2 separate regions of the Triticum aestivum genome follow, and region 1 is linked to region 2. Evidence: chromatin contacts called from public Hi-C data. All regions are on one chromosome and are shown on one strand. Each heading gives the region's core, a stretch centred on a gene start, on an enhancer-like site or on the middle of the called end of the contact. The rest is flanking DNA. Distances are from core to core; before and after follow the strand shown. Region 1 has its middle 29 kb from the start of LOC123060617. Region 2 holds the start of LOC123058109 (peroxidase P7).

Region 1 (7,155 bases), core at 3,104-5,603, 240 kb before region 2:
ACCTTTATCATGATCAAGGAAATATAACAATAACCACTTTATTATTGCCTCTAGGCCATATTTCCAACAAAATAATACTAGGCTCCTCTTCTAGTCTTAGTCCCAACAGCACCGCAAAAGCCTCCATCATTGGTGCGTCAAGCACATGAAGCGACTCGTCACATCTCTTAAAATTGCTCCACACGCGCCTGCACCTGAGAAGTGAGTGAAAACCTCCTCATTCCGTGCACATGCGACATTATCAATGAGATAACTAACCCCACATGGGGCATCTTCATACTTAGCATAGATGGGCCTCAATTTATAATCAACTGCCTTATCCTTGCCACAACTAAAGATTGGGTCACTTGTTGCACTTTTTTTAACATTATTTTTGCAATTTCTCTTGTAATAAAACAAACCATCAAACAATCTTTGCAACTTTTGTAGTGATTTCTTACTAGCTTCATTCAATTAATTCCTTCTGCTCCTCATTGAGTTTGACGCCCTTACTTATCGAAAAGTCTACGATAAATTCCATACGCTTGTGTGTTATCAAGTACAGACCCATTAGTTTGTGTAATGTTCTGTAGAAGATATGACAACCAATTATCTCCAAAGATACTTTTTTCCTTTCCGTCACCAACACGTTTTATAATTCCAAGCTTCAAATCATCATGTCCTTAAGATAATGATTGTCGCACGGTAGACGTTCTCAGACCCAACACAGCATGTGAGATAGAGCTTTCTAGGAAATACACAACCTTCAAGTTGTGCACACTTAAGTACATTGTTGTAGTTAGGACCCGCCAAGTCTCGTTCAAGCAATTGCAAATTGAACAACTCAATGTCAGTAATCCCTAATCATCCATCCTGTTTTGGCTTTGTCATGTTCTCCCATGACAGCCATGATATTTTCCGTTCACCTTTATTAACCCCTCACCCCATCAGAATTTCCACAGTAAGGAGTATGTTGGCTTAGACCTCGAGGTAACTTAAAACACACGATCGAGTATGTATGAACTTCCCGAGATACTGATTTGGTGAGAATTTCTTTCCCGATGGCAGACAGTGCTCGCTCCAACCATCATCTCACTCTTGCCCAGACTCTGTATTTGCGATACTTAAATCTACCATTATTTGATCACCCAAAAGGATGGAGGGAACCCAAGGTATCTTTTAGTTAAAGAATCATTGGCCACATTCATAATTGTTTTCATATGATCACGAAACGGTGCTAGAGCAACCCTTCCAAAAAAGACTGAATAACTATCTAAATTAACTCACTATCTCAAGGCTTGGTAGTAGTCTCTCTAAGGATCGGTTTGATGTAAGCAGCTACCTCCTCACTTATGAAAAAAATGTCATCTGCAAAGAGCAAATGATTCACATGGGGCCTAGCTGCAACCTGGATTCCCGCAAACTCAAGGGAAAAATAAATTTACGTACATTTTTTAAATTCATGAACATTTTCTAAAATTTACCCATATTTTCTAAAATTAAGAACTTTTTAATCTGTGAACATTTTTTATAGCCAGAATAATTTAACTTTTTGTACGCTTTCAAAATTTATGAACATTTTTTATGATTCATAAACATTTTTAAATTCCGTTTTTTCGAAATTCATGATTATTTTATGATTTGATAGAATCTTTTGAAATTTTGTAACATATCTTAAAGTTCATCATCATTTTTTGGTTCTGTGAATATTTTTTAAAACTCCCAAACATATTTTGTAATGCTGAATTTTTTTTAATTTATAAGAACAAATAATACATAAACATTTTAAATTTTTCATAATTTTTCTCAAAACTTCTAAAACATTTTTAGTTCACACACATTTTGTGTTGGTGCCAAACGTGAAGTGTTAGATGGGGAGTGGCTGATTTAGGCAACACGATAAGGGTGCATAGCTCGCTTATAGGACGTGAGTGCTATATCTCGCATCCAGCGAGACCTACGGTTCTCTCTCTAACAGGGTCTCCAATACTTGTGCAGGCCCATTCGCGCAGAACGGAAAAAAAAGAGGAGTAAAAAAAAAGCGAGTAGGGGATTAGAACCCTGGTCACCTGGTTGAGGGAGAGCACGGCTAGCCACTCGGTTTCGCTGGGATTTGTGACAGAGTTGTAGCACGGGTATAATTAGTCGAAACATGCTGGGTTTTGCACCGTTCCTTCTCCGTTTTTTTTTCTGTTTTTTTTGTTTTGTTCTGGTTTTCATTCGATTTTTTCTTTACTTTTGTTCGTTTTATCTTTGGTTTTATTTATTTATGTATTTATTTTTTCGTTTTATTTAGTTTCTTATCTTTTTTTCTTCTCGGTTTTCTCATTTTCTTCCGTGTTGTTTGTTTGTTTTCCTATTTCTGTTCTTTTTTTCTACATTTCTTCATTTTTGTTCCTTTTTCATCTCTTTATTTGGTTTCCATTTTTTTCCGTTTCCTTTTGTTTCTTTCTGTTTTATCTTCTCCGCTTTAGTATTTTCGTTTTCGTATTTTTCCTATATTTGTTTCTTTGGTTTTATTTTTCATTCTTTTGGTTTATTTTGTTTCTTTTTCAGTTTTCGTTTTTTTGGTTTTCATTGTTTTTTGTTTTCATTCTACCTTTTCGCATATGTCAATATTTTTTTCTAATACAAGGTTAAAAAATTTGTAATACAAGTTTAACATTTTTAATACATGGTCAACATTTTTATTATACACATTTTAAATTGTTGATCATTATTTTTTAAATATTATATGAAAATTTTTCTATGCGCATTTAACACTTTTTCAAATGCTTGACTAATATTAATATTTTTTGAACTCATAGTCAACATTTTTTTCTATATACATTTTAAATGTTCAGAAGCTTGATTAACATTTTTCAAACACGTGTTCGACATTTTCAAATGTTTGATTAATACTTTTTATATACATTATAAAAAATCAAAAAATTAATAGTTGGTGAACATGTTTCTATATGAGGTTAACAAATTTCAAATGCTTGATCAACATTTTTAAAATATGTTTAAAAAATTTAAATACATGATCAAAAAATTTGTATATACATTTTTTAAATCATTATATACAAATTTCAAAGGCGGGCTCGCGTTAAGCTAAAAGGAAGGAAACTATCGCTGAATGGTGTACAGTAGTTCGGCCGGCCCAATTTGGAGCACAGTTAAACGAAAAAAGGGAATGGTAAAATGGGAGAAACAGTGATCAATCTCCCGTCTGCTGGGAGAGGCTGGCAACGATAGCCACTGCGCCCATGTTTTGCATTCGATAAGTTGTTGGTGCAATGTGCACCTAAGGCAAACTATGCCGGTTTTCCATGTTTTTCATGCTTTTTCTCTTTTTTTTTCTTTTGTTCTTTGACAGGTTTTTCTTCATTTTTTGATTGATTTCTTTTTTCTTCTCCATTTTCCGTTAGATTTTCATTCTTAATTTCATTTTTTTCATTTTCTTTTTTCCTTTGGTTTCTTTTGTTTCTTTTTTTCGGTTTTCATTTTTTTGGTTTTTCTTTGTCTTTTCGTTTTCATTCTACATTCTTATATACATGATCAACTTTTTTTCCAATACTTCTTCAACATTGTTGGAATACTTGTTCAACATTTTCTCAAATACCTGTTCAATATTTTTATATACATGATTAACATTTTTTCAAATACTTTTCCAATATTTTTTCAATTACTTGTTCAACAGTTTTCAAATACATTCAACGTTTTACAAAAACTTGTTCAACATTTTTTATATACATAATCAATATTTTTCAAGTAGTTGTTCAACATTTTTCAAATACTTATTTAACATTTTTATATGCATGATCAACATTTTTTCAAATAGTTGTTCTACATTTTTCAAATACTTGTCAACACTTTCTGAATACTTGTTTAACATTTTTTAAATATTTTTTGAAGAATTTTTTTGTAGTATATATATTTAGAATATTTTAAAGAAAAAAGGTACAAAAATAAAAGCAAAAAAAAGAAAACATAAATTTTTTTTAGGATCAACGCGCTTTATTCAATATTCAATGTTCAAGGGGATACAAAGATGTTCTGGTGGTGAAACCAGCCGTACATGACAGACTGTAAGGATGTTGCCATCTTTGCTAATCTATGGGGTTCCCCATTGTTCTCGCGTTGTTCATGACTAAAAGAGCACGATTGAAACAATCCCGCCCGCACCTGGATTCCCTTCAAAATAGTTCTGTAAGGACGAAGGTGAGTTCATACTTGAAGCTCCTTCACGACTCTCAGACAGTCGGATGCGACACTTAAGTTATTAACATGAAAAAACATAAATAAAACAGGAAAATAGTCTGTGGTCTCCCGCGCTCATGGGCCGGCCCACCTCGCTCGCCCCTTCAGGGAGTCCGAAGCCAGACTCGCTGAAGGCGATATATAGACATGTGCCTAATTGCAAGCTGTAGGCAGCCATCGCTTGAAGATAGCTAGTAGTGGACCAGCTCAAGTTTCTCGCCACATTCATTCGTTTGGTACGGTCGTTCATTGTTCTTTTTTTTCTTTTATAACCTTTACTTATATGAAATGAAAAATATCGTATTTACTTCAAAAAAGTTAAAATCGAGAATTTCAAAGATGTTAACATAGTGTAAATATTTTGTTAGCATAACTTAAAAAATGTTAATAGTTTTTGAAACAATGTTTGTGAAAAAAATGTTCATGCGTTTCGTAAACATGTACATGAACTACTTCTAAAAAAGTTCATATAATGCAAAAAATATGCATAAAAATGTTTTGGACACATAAGAAAAATGAATGATGCATTTGAAAAAAGAAGACATCAAAACAATGGGTATAGAGAAATACGTTCAAAAAATGTTAAACATGTACAAATTTTTTTGGATGTATACAATGTGTACAGAAACAATAGACATCAAACATATATTTGAAAAATGTTAAACGTATATTAAAAATATTTTTGACATACACGAAAAATGTACAATGTGCAAGAAAAATGTAGGGATGTATTGAAAGTGAAAAGGTAAAAAAACAAAGAAAACCTAGAAAAAACCCGATGAACACCAGCAAAGAAACGGAAAAGAAAAGCAACAAACAGAAGAAAAACAAAGAAAACCGAAAACAAGAAAGAGAAACCAATTTTAACGAATTAAATAAAAAATAATGAAAACTTGTGAGAAAACAAAGTAAACTGAAGTATAACAAAGAAAAAAAAAAGATTATAGAAAACCGGTGAAGAAATAGAAAATCAAAGAAAAAGCAGAAGAGAACGAAAATAAAGAAAGAAAAGAACAAGAGAGCAACTAATCAAGGAATACCCCTTGTGGTTGCCCCGCAAGGATCACTTTGGTGGGCTAGGAGTGCGCCACTTGGCGCGCTCTCAGCCGCCGGCACATGTAGCATGCTCAGCCCTTCCTTAGGATCTTGTTTTATTTTTCTGTACGCGTTCACAGGTTTTAGATTGTTTTTTCAGGTTTTCACTTTTCGCCCGGTTTTGCCTAGTTTTTTGAGGAAAAAAATTGAACTTTGTTTTGCGCAAAAACGCACTTTTTTGTATTCCATGGGATGTGCAAATTTTCTTTCCATAAAGGCACAGATTTTCTTCTGCGACTCTCAGAATGAAACAACGTGTTTTCGTGGCACAAATTTGTTTCCACAAGGTTCCTCCCAAAAAGGATAAAAAAATGTGTTTTTTTTCTTCAGTGAGAAATACAAATTTGCTTCTCGTGGACACACAGATTTGCTTCAGCGAGATGGACAGTAGTTTCTCGAAAGGAAAAAAGTGAAAAAGTGTGCTTCCTGCTCGGTTTTCTTTCTTGTTGTTTTTTAGTGAAAAGAAAAAATTCATCGAAACCTGTTAACATGGGATCTAATTTTGAAGATCTCAATGTGAGAAATCCAATTGTGAAAACGGTTCAGGACTTGGACGCACGTTTTAAGATATTTTTTTTAATAATAAATCTAAAAAAAAGAGAAACTCCCAGATTGCGACAAGTGGCGCACATACAATGTGCCACTTGTCAATCCATGAGAAGGCGGGAGAGACCTTTGCAAATGGTACCCCTTAATTAGTGATCTCAAAAGAACAATCAAACAGACAATCACACAACTGAGAATACTGGACCGACCCATATGCGTGGGCGCTATAAGCAAGATATAGCTCCCACGGCGTGATAGTGGGGTGCGCGTTACATGAGTTCCTAACCGGCGTCCGATCGCAGAAATGGTACTCGCACAGATTCAAAAAGAAACCACTAATTCAAAAAAAAGTTTATTGATTTTGAAAAAAGTTCACGAATTTTTAGAAAAAATTCATGAATTTGGAAAAAAATGCGAGTTTGAAAAAATTCATTGATTTTGAAAAAAAATCATCAAATTTGAAAGAAGTTCGTGCGCTTTTATTTTTTTCTAAAAGTGAAGAAAAAGTAAAAATATTAAATAAAGAAACAGATAGATAAAGAATAAACCAAACAAAACCAGTCAAAAAAACAAATTGAAAAAGAAAAAAACCGGCTGGGGGATGGAAGATTCCTTTGGGCCGGCCCTAGATCGAATAGGAAATGCTGCGTGTTACACGCTATAGGAGCTCTACTCTTATTATATTTTGATGAGGGGTGAAACCAGGTTTTAGTGCTCACAATTCACATCTAGTGGGATACAAAACATCATGGGGTTCCAACCACCAGAGATGTGGGCCCTAATCTAGGGAATGAGAAAACTTGGCTAGTATATCGGCTTCATAATTCGGAGCCCTACTTTCATAAATAAATTTACAAGTGAATCCTACTGCTCGGGCCTTAATCTCTGTAATGATAGGTCCATGTAAACCACTCGTTCCATATTACGTATTATTGTACCGAAGACAGTCAATTTGTGACATCTGTCCACTATTTCTGTTGTGCTTACACAGTTTACCACCCCGGCAATTAGAAACAAAGCATCACATCTTGGTAGTTCTGTAGTCTGAGCAGCGTCATGCCTTGTTTGCAGAGCAGGACATCTTTACCCCGTGTCCCTGTCAATGTTATAGCTGCGAGAATTTAACTGTTGCAGATTGAGGTGATGTACCTTTATCATGAGTTTCTACTGTAGCGGCGTCATCTATATTGGATTTGATGTAGATCCTCAACTAATCGAACAGTTTTGAATCCAAACGAATACACGTATGTAAATGAGTTGAGCTTAGCCAAGTCAGAGCATCTCTAGCAGACC
Region 2 (7,414 bases), core at 4,875-7,374:
TCCGCCACGGCGGAGTCCGCCACGGCCACCTTCTTCTCCTCCAGATCCGCCGCTTCAGCGACCAATCCAGCGCGTGGGGATGCAGCAGCTCCTGCACCCGCGTCGCCGACGAGGGTCTGCACGGCATCTGCCACGGTCTCCGCACCCATCTTCTGCAGATCTCCGCCCGCGACAGCGGCTTCGCCACGGCCTTGCTCCATCCGAGCCAGAAGCAAGCAGGAGAAGAGAGGGAGGCGGCGGTGGTGAGCGAGCAGGTGGCGTGGCCGGTGAGGGAGACGATGAGGCAGAGCAGAGAGGAGGGAGAGGGAGGCGATTTGGGGGAAATGGGGTGGGCGATGCGGCCGGTGCCCGTTCCCCTCCTCTTATACTAGGGGCCTTTTTTGGCAACTACCCACGAACACGTGCACGCACACGACCGCGGGAAAACGCAACCGCCAGCGTATAATACACGTACACGCCTGGCGTACAATAGTACACGGGCCGGCGCGGGCTCATACAAGGCTCTACGACTGGTCTACGCGCGCTATACACCCACCTGAAATGACCATCGTGTCCCTAGTTACGAACCGCCATCGACGCATCTGGACCGTCCTTGTGTTTTTCCCACTCGCGTTCAGCCCAGGGGGGAGCACCGGAGCAGAAACGGCACCACACTAGGTGAAGTCAGCTCATAGTGACGCACGTTGCCGAAGATGGCGGGCAATGTATGAAAATTTTGTCATTGAATTTTATGAGCAAACGCTCGACGGAGGAGGTTTGGGAAGTGCCCTCAAAGATTCTCTATCCCCTATGTGTAGAGCCTTGTGATATCCAACGAAGTGATGCCACATTAACCCGTAATCCACAATACGTAATGTAACATCTGCGTTTCTTGGGGCGTTTCTAACTGATCCCATATCCGGTGTTAGCATTGGCGGAGCTTAGTACAAGTCTAAGGGGGCACACAGCCCCAGCCCAAGGCAAAACGATGAAGAGAATTTACCATGCATGGATTAGATTTGGAAAAAATATAATCCTTTGCCCTCCTAGTTATTCATACTCCCTCCGATCCTTTTTACTCTGCATATTAAAATTCTTATCATATTTATATATAAAAATATCAACATCTGTCATGCTAAAGTTATACAATACGAAACTTTAAGTCATGACACATTTATTGATATTGATTTCAGATTATGAATGTTGGTATTTTTTTCTATAAAGTTGGTCAAATTTTATGAGGCTTGACTTCAGTCAAATCTTATATGCGAATTTTTGCTTTGCACCCCTCCCTCCCTCCCTCCCTCCCCCCTAGATTCCTGCCAAGCTCCGCCACTGGGTGTTAGTGAGTATAAATACGATTTTACTCCCTTATGCCAAACCTAACATGTCCTCTAAAACGTATAAGAGAGGATAATTTTACTCTGACCCGCACCGAAGGAGAAAATATACTCCACCGAGACGGGCTGGAGGATAAATTTCAGCTCTCTCTCGCCTTTTCCTGCTGCTCCTGCGCGCCGCCGCCGCTGTTCCCATCCGCGCGGCTGCAGGACCAAGGCCACCGACTGCTTCGCGGTCCTGGCCGTGACCAGGGGCGTCCTCACCCTCCTCTTCCTCGCCTTTGCCGTAGTCAGGCCACCCATTGCCAGCGCCAATGACGCCCTTCTCACGGGCTTCGAGCTCGTGGCCATCTTCACCAGGTGGCCATCATTCGCTGCGCCGCCACATGCCGGGGCTAGCGTCGTGTCGTTGGCAGAGAGGCATCCTCCCTCTCCTGCGCCCTGCCGCCTTTAGGCGCCCTCACGTTTGGATTGTTCCATCAGGATGGCGCTGCTGGTAGCCAGCCGCGAAAGGCCCCATCTTCGCCCCGACGACGTCCGCCACCCGTCTACTCATCAAGGTCGCTAGTCGAGGGCGTCCATGTCGACGATGTGGATTTGGAGTGCTCCTGACCAGTCGCGTGCCGGAACGGCCCTGATCCTAGAGCTTCGACGGGACAGGCGTGCTGGCGGCCTCACGTTCTGCATCGCAACCCGATGACCGGCTACGCCAACGTGCTCCTGGCGATGACTGGCCCGCGTACAGGGGCCATGGCGAAGGGAGGGGTCGCGACAGAGACACGGTGGTGGAAGCTGCCCGTGGAGGTGTTGCGGTTGTGGGCGGCGCGCGACGAGGAGCGCGTGGTCGGTGCCCGTCGCCGTCGCATTGCTCGGGATCGTTGTGTTGGGCTGCCGGCAGAGCAAGGCCGTGGCGCGTGTGCGGCTCGTCCTTGACGATAAGGTCAGGCCGCTAATGTTGGTGTTGCATCGATGTGTGCGGCTAGTGGCAGCTCACGAACTACTGATGCCGCTGCTATTGGTGCTGCCCGAATCGATTCGGTTCAGCGCGCCGCTGCGTAGTATCTGTTTGATGAAATGCATAGCTCAATTGAGCACTTTACTCCCCTAGATTCAACAAATTAATTAGAACAGACCAAAACTTAGTGGAGTAAATGTACTCCACTAAGGTTTAATCGGCTGTATCCCCCTATATTTTACAGGGGGTTGGTTAGAAATGCCCTTAGGGCAACTCTAACCGATCACCTAAAACTTAAGAGAGCAGACGGCGGGGTAAAGTTAGTCGAGTAAAATTTTACTCTATTAACGGTGATCGCACCTAGCCGATCTCTTAAAAGTTAGTGGAGTAAAAATAAAATTGCCTTGATTTTGTGTCCTAGCAGCACCAACTTCAAACACTACACAATATATATTTAAAAACATTTAAATTAAAACATGCATATAATAACCATCATAGCATAAAGTTTCATCATCCCATTTTTCACGTTGCATTGGTCATGAATGGTGCCCCAACAATGCCCAAGAAAACCTTGGGTATGGCTTGATCGCACGTCCACGAAGTTGTTATAGTAGTCGCTAATACTCTCCCAAAACATGGTCTCGATTTGATTTGTTCTGATGTCACATCCATCGAGTTGGTGCACCAAGCGTCGCAAAGCGCAATGTCCTCCTTTTGGTTCTAGCTTTGGGTGCGTCACCTTGGGACCTTGGTTCTTGATTCGGTCACCTCCACAACCTCCTCCTCCTCCCCCTCCTCCTCCTCGGCCACCACCTCGGCCTCCTCCTCGACCACCTCCTCGGCCTCCTCCTCCTCCATGCATTGGGTGGCCGAATGATCCCAAAATGAGTCGTAGTTGAGCTCTTCAAGGCCAATGGCGGTCGAGGACTCCAACGATGCGAGGAATTCGGTCGTGTTCATCTCCGCACTACAATATCAAAGCAAACACTATCAACAATCATTACCGATCACCGACAATCACTATTGCATAGAGACACGACGTGAGGTTTTTATTATTACCTTATTAGCATTTCATCGAGCACTTGGCAGCCGCCATACTTATTGCTGGTTGCAGCCGCCGCTCGCGCCGGAGCAGTCGCCGTGGAGGCTGACGGAGTTGCAGCATGAGGCGTCGACCTAGGACGACATGCTACTTTGGCCTTCTTCATCTTCTTCTTCGCGACCGCTCCGCCGCCACCACCGTCAGCTTTCGGGCCTGTTTGCCTTCGATAAGTGCAGCGGGAGGGCGCCGTGTCCTTGTCGGAGAGGCGGTGGCCACCCCAGAGACCATTAGAGCGGTTGGAGAAGGAGCTTGGACACGGTGGTTCTTCTTCATACCCAAACTCTTCGGCGGCGGCGAACGCGACGCGTGGGTGGTTTCCGGAGGCAAAAGTCGATGGCAGTGGCCGGGCTATCCATTCCAGCCGGCCCGGCGGTCATCAGTGGCGACAGCTATGTTGGTGGGAGACAGTGCGGCACGGGAGGGGCGAGAGGGAGAGGCGTCAGTTTTACTCGGCCGTGGCGGGATGGAGTAAATTTAGGGAATTTTTTGAGAAAATAGAGAGGTGGGGTAAATAAATTACTTCACTAGAGCATCTCCAACAAACGCCCAAAAAGAGCTCCGCGCATTAAAATTTTGTTTTTTTGCCGCCGCACAGCTCCAGCAGGCGCTGTAGCGCTAAAAGTTTTTGGCACGCGCTGAAAAACGCTATCCCGCGAAACATATTTTGCGCTCCAGATTACGCGCGCTTAACAATTTGCACTGCGTGCTTTTTGGACGCGCGTTTTTAAGCGTCTACTATAGCAATGTTGGTTCAGACGCATTAAGGTGGTGTTTGGTTCTCTAGTCCTAGGACTTTTTCTAGTCCCAACTAAAAAGTCCCTAGTCCCTAAAAAGTCTTTCCCTGTTTGTTTTCAGAGACTAAAAAGTCCCTAGTCCCTTCCTAGGGGCTATTAAATGACCATGTTGCCCCTAGTATATAGAAAAATAACAATCAAACAACACCATGGGGTGGCGGGCCAATGGATGCATGGAGGGGCATTGATGGAAAAGTCCCAAAAAGTCTCAAAAAGACTCTCCTTGAGAGTCTTCTTCATTTAGTCTCAAATGCCTAGTTTAGTCCCTAAAAAGTCTCTCCCGTTTGGTAAAAAAGTCTCTATGAGGGACTTTTTCTAGTCTCTACACAAAAAAGTCTCTGGAAACAAACATCATCTCAAAGTGTTAAAATGACGCGCTATAATTTTTATTGGGCGCGAAATTTTTGTGCGGCAGTTGGAGATACTCTAATCCAGAAATTTTACTCCCTTACGTTCTTTTAGAGGATCGGTTAGAACTTAGAAATGCACCTAGTCCGGGAGGATTCCCTGCCCCTATCTCAACCGCCCATCTGCACATAAAATGGCTAAATTTTGTTCTCCTGCGTAGAGGATCTTGCCACGGGTCAGATATTAGCTGCTCACCCCGAACCAAACGGGAGAAAGGCAGAAAATCCAGTGCACGAACAGCAGTGCCCATTTTGTATCTTTGTGAACAGCTTTATGCTTTTTGCGTTGCGCACATCAAGAATTCATTCACTGATCGACTGAGTCAGCTCAGTTCACTCGCCGGCAGTTTAGCCGGACTTCGCCGTTCTTCCCGGTGAGCGCCAGGTTGCCCATCCTCACCATGGCGGCGGCGAAGTCTACCGCGAAGAGCGTGGCGTTGGCGGCGTAGGCGCGCACGAGCGCGTCCGTGCTGCCGTTGCCGACGCCGCTCCCGTAGAGCTCCTGGTCGGAGCGCAGGAGCACGCGGCGGGCGACGAGGTCCTGGAAGTAGCCGTTGTCGAACGCGGCGGGGGCGCGCAGCTCGAGCGGCGCGAGGTTCCCGTCGCCGCCGGCGGAGGGGCAGGCCTTGGCGCGTATCTGGGTGGCGAAGGCGGCGTCCACGGCCTCGTTACCGGTGTCGTTGTAGATGTGCGTGCGGAAGGTGGTGCAGCGTGCCCAGCCCACGGTGTGCGCCCCGGACAGCGCGGTGAGGGCGCGCGCGTCCAGGCCCTTGTCGCTGAACCTGGCGAGGAGGTCGGGGAGCCTCGCGTCCGGCGGCGGCAGGTTGGCGTTCGCCGCGTTCTGGCTCGCCGAGAGCCCGTCTCGCCGGCCCAGCTGCACCGTCCAGCTCGGCCCCCCGAGCTGCACGCACGCGGCCACCGTTAGTAATGCCACCGGCCAGGATGCCAGAAAGAGGGAGAGGGAGAAGCGGGTACCGACCAGGCTGACGGCGTCGCGGGCGGCGAGCGCGACGATGTCGGCGCAGGAGACGGTGGCCTTGCAGGAAGCCTCGACCTGCGCCTTGATGGCGTCGATGACCTCGTAGCCGCGCAGCGAGTTGGCGTTCGGCCCGGCGTTCTTCTCCCCCGTGAAGTTGGCCGTGTCGTCCAGCAAGACGGAGGCGTCGCACCCCTGCGCACGCATCCACACTCAGCACGCAGTTGGCAGGATGTAACTCGTGACCGGCCGGAACCGAAACGTACATTGACGAAGCAGTCGTGGAAGAAGAGGCGGAGGATGGACGCGCCCATGCGCGCCTCCTTCTGCACGGCCTGCGCCATGCCGCGGCGCACCACGGACTGCAGCTCCGGACACGAGGCGTCGTAGAACGCCGGCGACATCTGGCCGTCGACGACGACCACAACGGCCGCCGCCGCCGCCGCGAGAACAAGCACGACGACGCGCGCCTGGAGCATCCCCATCGCCCCGCCCACACTTCCAGAAAGCAACGGCTAAAGGAGAAAGGGAAGATCCTCCGCCGCAGCGAGAGTGAAGTGTTAAGCACGTCCGTATATATGGACACTCACACGCTGATCAAACGTTGGATGCCGCGGCAGCCTGTGCGCTGTTCGCTGCTGGATCGGGACGGGGTCGGGGAGGGGATCTTGTCGCTATCGTTTGGAAGGTGACAAGTGACAGGCAGTAGGATTGCTTGGGTGGTGGCCACTGGGGGACGTACGTACGTGCTGCGATCGAGCGGGCGGGCGCGGCCGTGGATGGTAGCGCCAGCCGGAGCGAGCACGGCGGTCGAGACACGGCCGGGACGGAGCCCCATGGATGGATGGAGTGGCCCGGCCGGCCAGAGGCACACGCCAATGGCCACCGGAGGAGTGTGCGTCGCGTGCATGGCAGTGCATGTGGCACCAACCAGCAGCGATCGAGCATCAATCAGTCAGCAGTACTGTGCGTTGCAAGTTGCCACGATTCCGGACAAACGGCCGGGCCATCCCCGAGCTCGTAAATCGGAACGCTGGCCAGTGATCGCACTCGTAAATCGGACGGTGAAATAAGCAGGGATAATCGGACGGTCACAGGCCTGCACTATTGCTGGATCCGTCCACTCCATTTCCATCCATACCATACTGACGCTACGTACCTACGAAGCTTTGCCCATGTGCACTTCTCGTCAGTAATGGGCAGACCGGCGGTAGTATAATTTGGAAGGCGGGTGCCCGCCCAAATTTGGGCCGATCGGCCTGCAGCCATCCCATCTGATGGATCGTAACCGTCGCATGCCACACGTGTATGAAAATTTTCTCATGCATCTCGCTCTCTTTCATCTTGCCGGCTGCACAGACTCTCCGATGGCCATCCCCCGCCGGACGTCCTCATCGCCTGTCCCCGCCTCCGCCGGCCGTCCTCGACTCCTCATCGCCGTTCGCCGCCCTCGCTGGCCGTCCTCGTCGTCGTTCGCCTATCCTCGCCTCCCACGGTCAGCACGCTCACCGAGCCTCTGTTTGTAGCAAAGACGAAGATGGTCGTAGCAAATAAACGAGCCGGTTGTGGCAAAAAAATAAGTCGCCGTGCACGGTCATCACACTCACCATCCTCTGGTTGTGGCAAAAAAGCCGGTTTTAGCAAACAACGAAGCCGGTTGCACCTTTTCGTCGTCGTCCATGGCTTCCCTTGTCTATGGTTGAAACCTTTTTTGCCGTCAGTTAAAGCTTTTCTCGTAGCGAGTTCCACCTTTTGGGTTTGCGCAATGCCCCACCTTCAAAAATCAGTATTCTACTTGAATCTTTTTCCAGAACGATGGTAGCTTTCTTATGACGATTGCAGCTTTTAAATTACGCAGTGT

Evidence for each region. A called contact is a pair of places that touch in the nucleus more often than the background predicts.
Region 1: a contact with region 2 is called in a Hi-C map of leaf, with 4 times the contacts expected there. The contact joins the enhancer-like site here to the promoter of LOC123058109 in region 2. A contact is called at or near these places in 2 of 5 Hi-C or Micro-C datasets (leaf and an unstated tissue).

What each region holds. Positions count from the first base shown.
Region 1 is chr3A:123,470,534-123,477,688 of IWGSC CS RefSeq v2.1, reverse strand. No RefSeq gene overlaps it. Among protein-coding and RNA genes, the nearest start is that of LOC123060617, 29 kb to the right of the region's middle. Within about 2 kb of position 4,353, at least 2 of the 8 cell types and tissues checked have an H3K27ac peak or open chromatin away from gene starts, as enhancers often do.
Region 2 is chr3A:123,231,183-123,238,596 of IWGSC CS RefSeq v2.1, reverse strand. LOC123058109 (peroxidase P7) reads right to left here and starts at 6,124. Exons shown (of 2, transcript XM_044480932.1): 1 at 5,820-6,124; 2 at 4,708-5,748. The coding sequence starts at 6,038. The coding sequence ends at 4,906.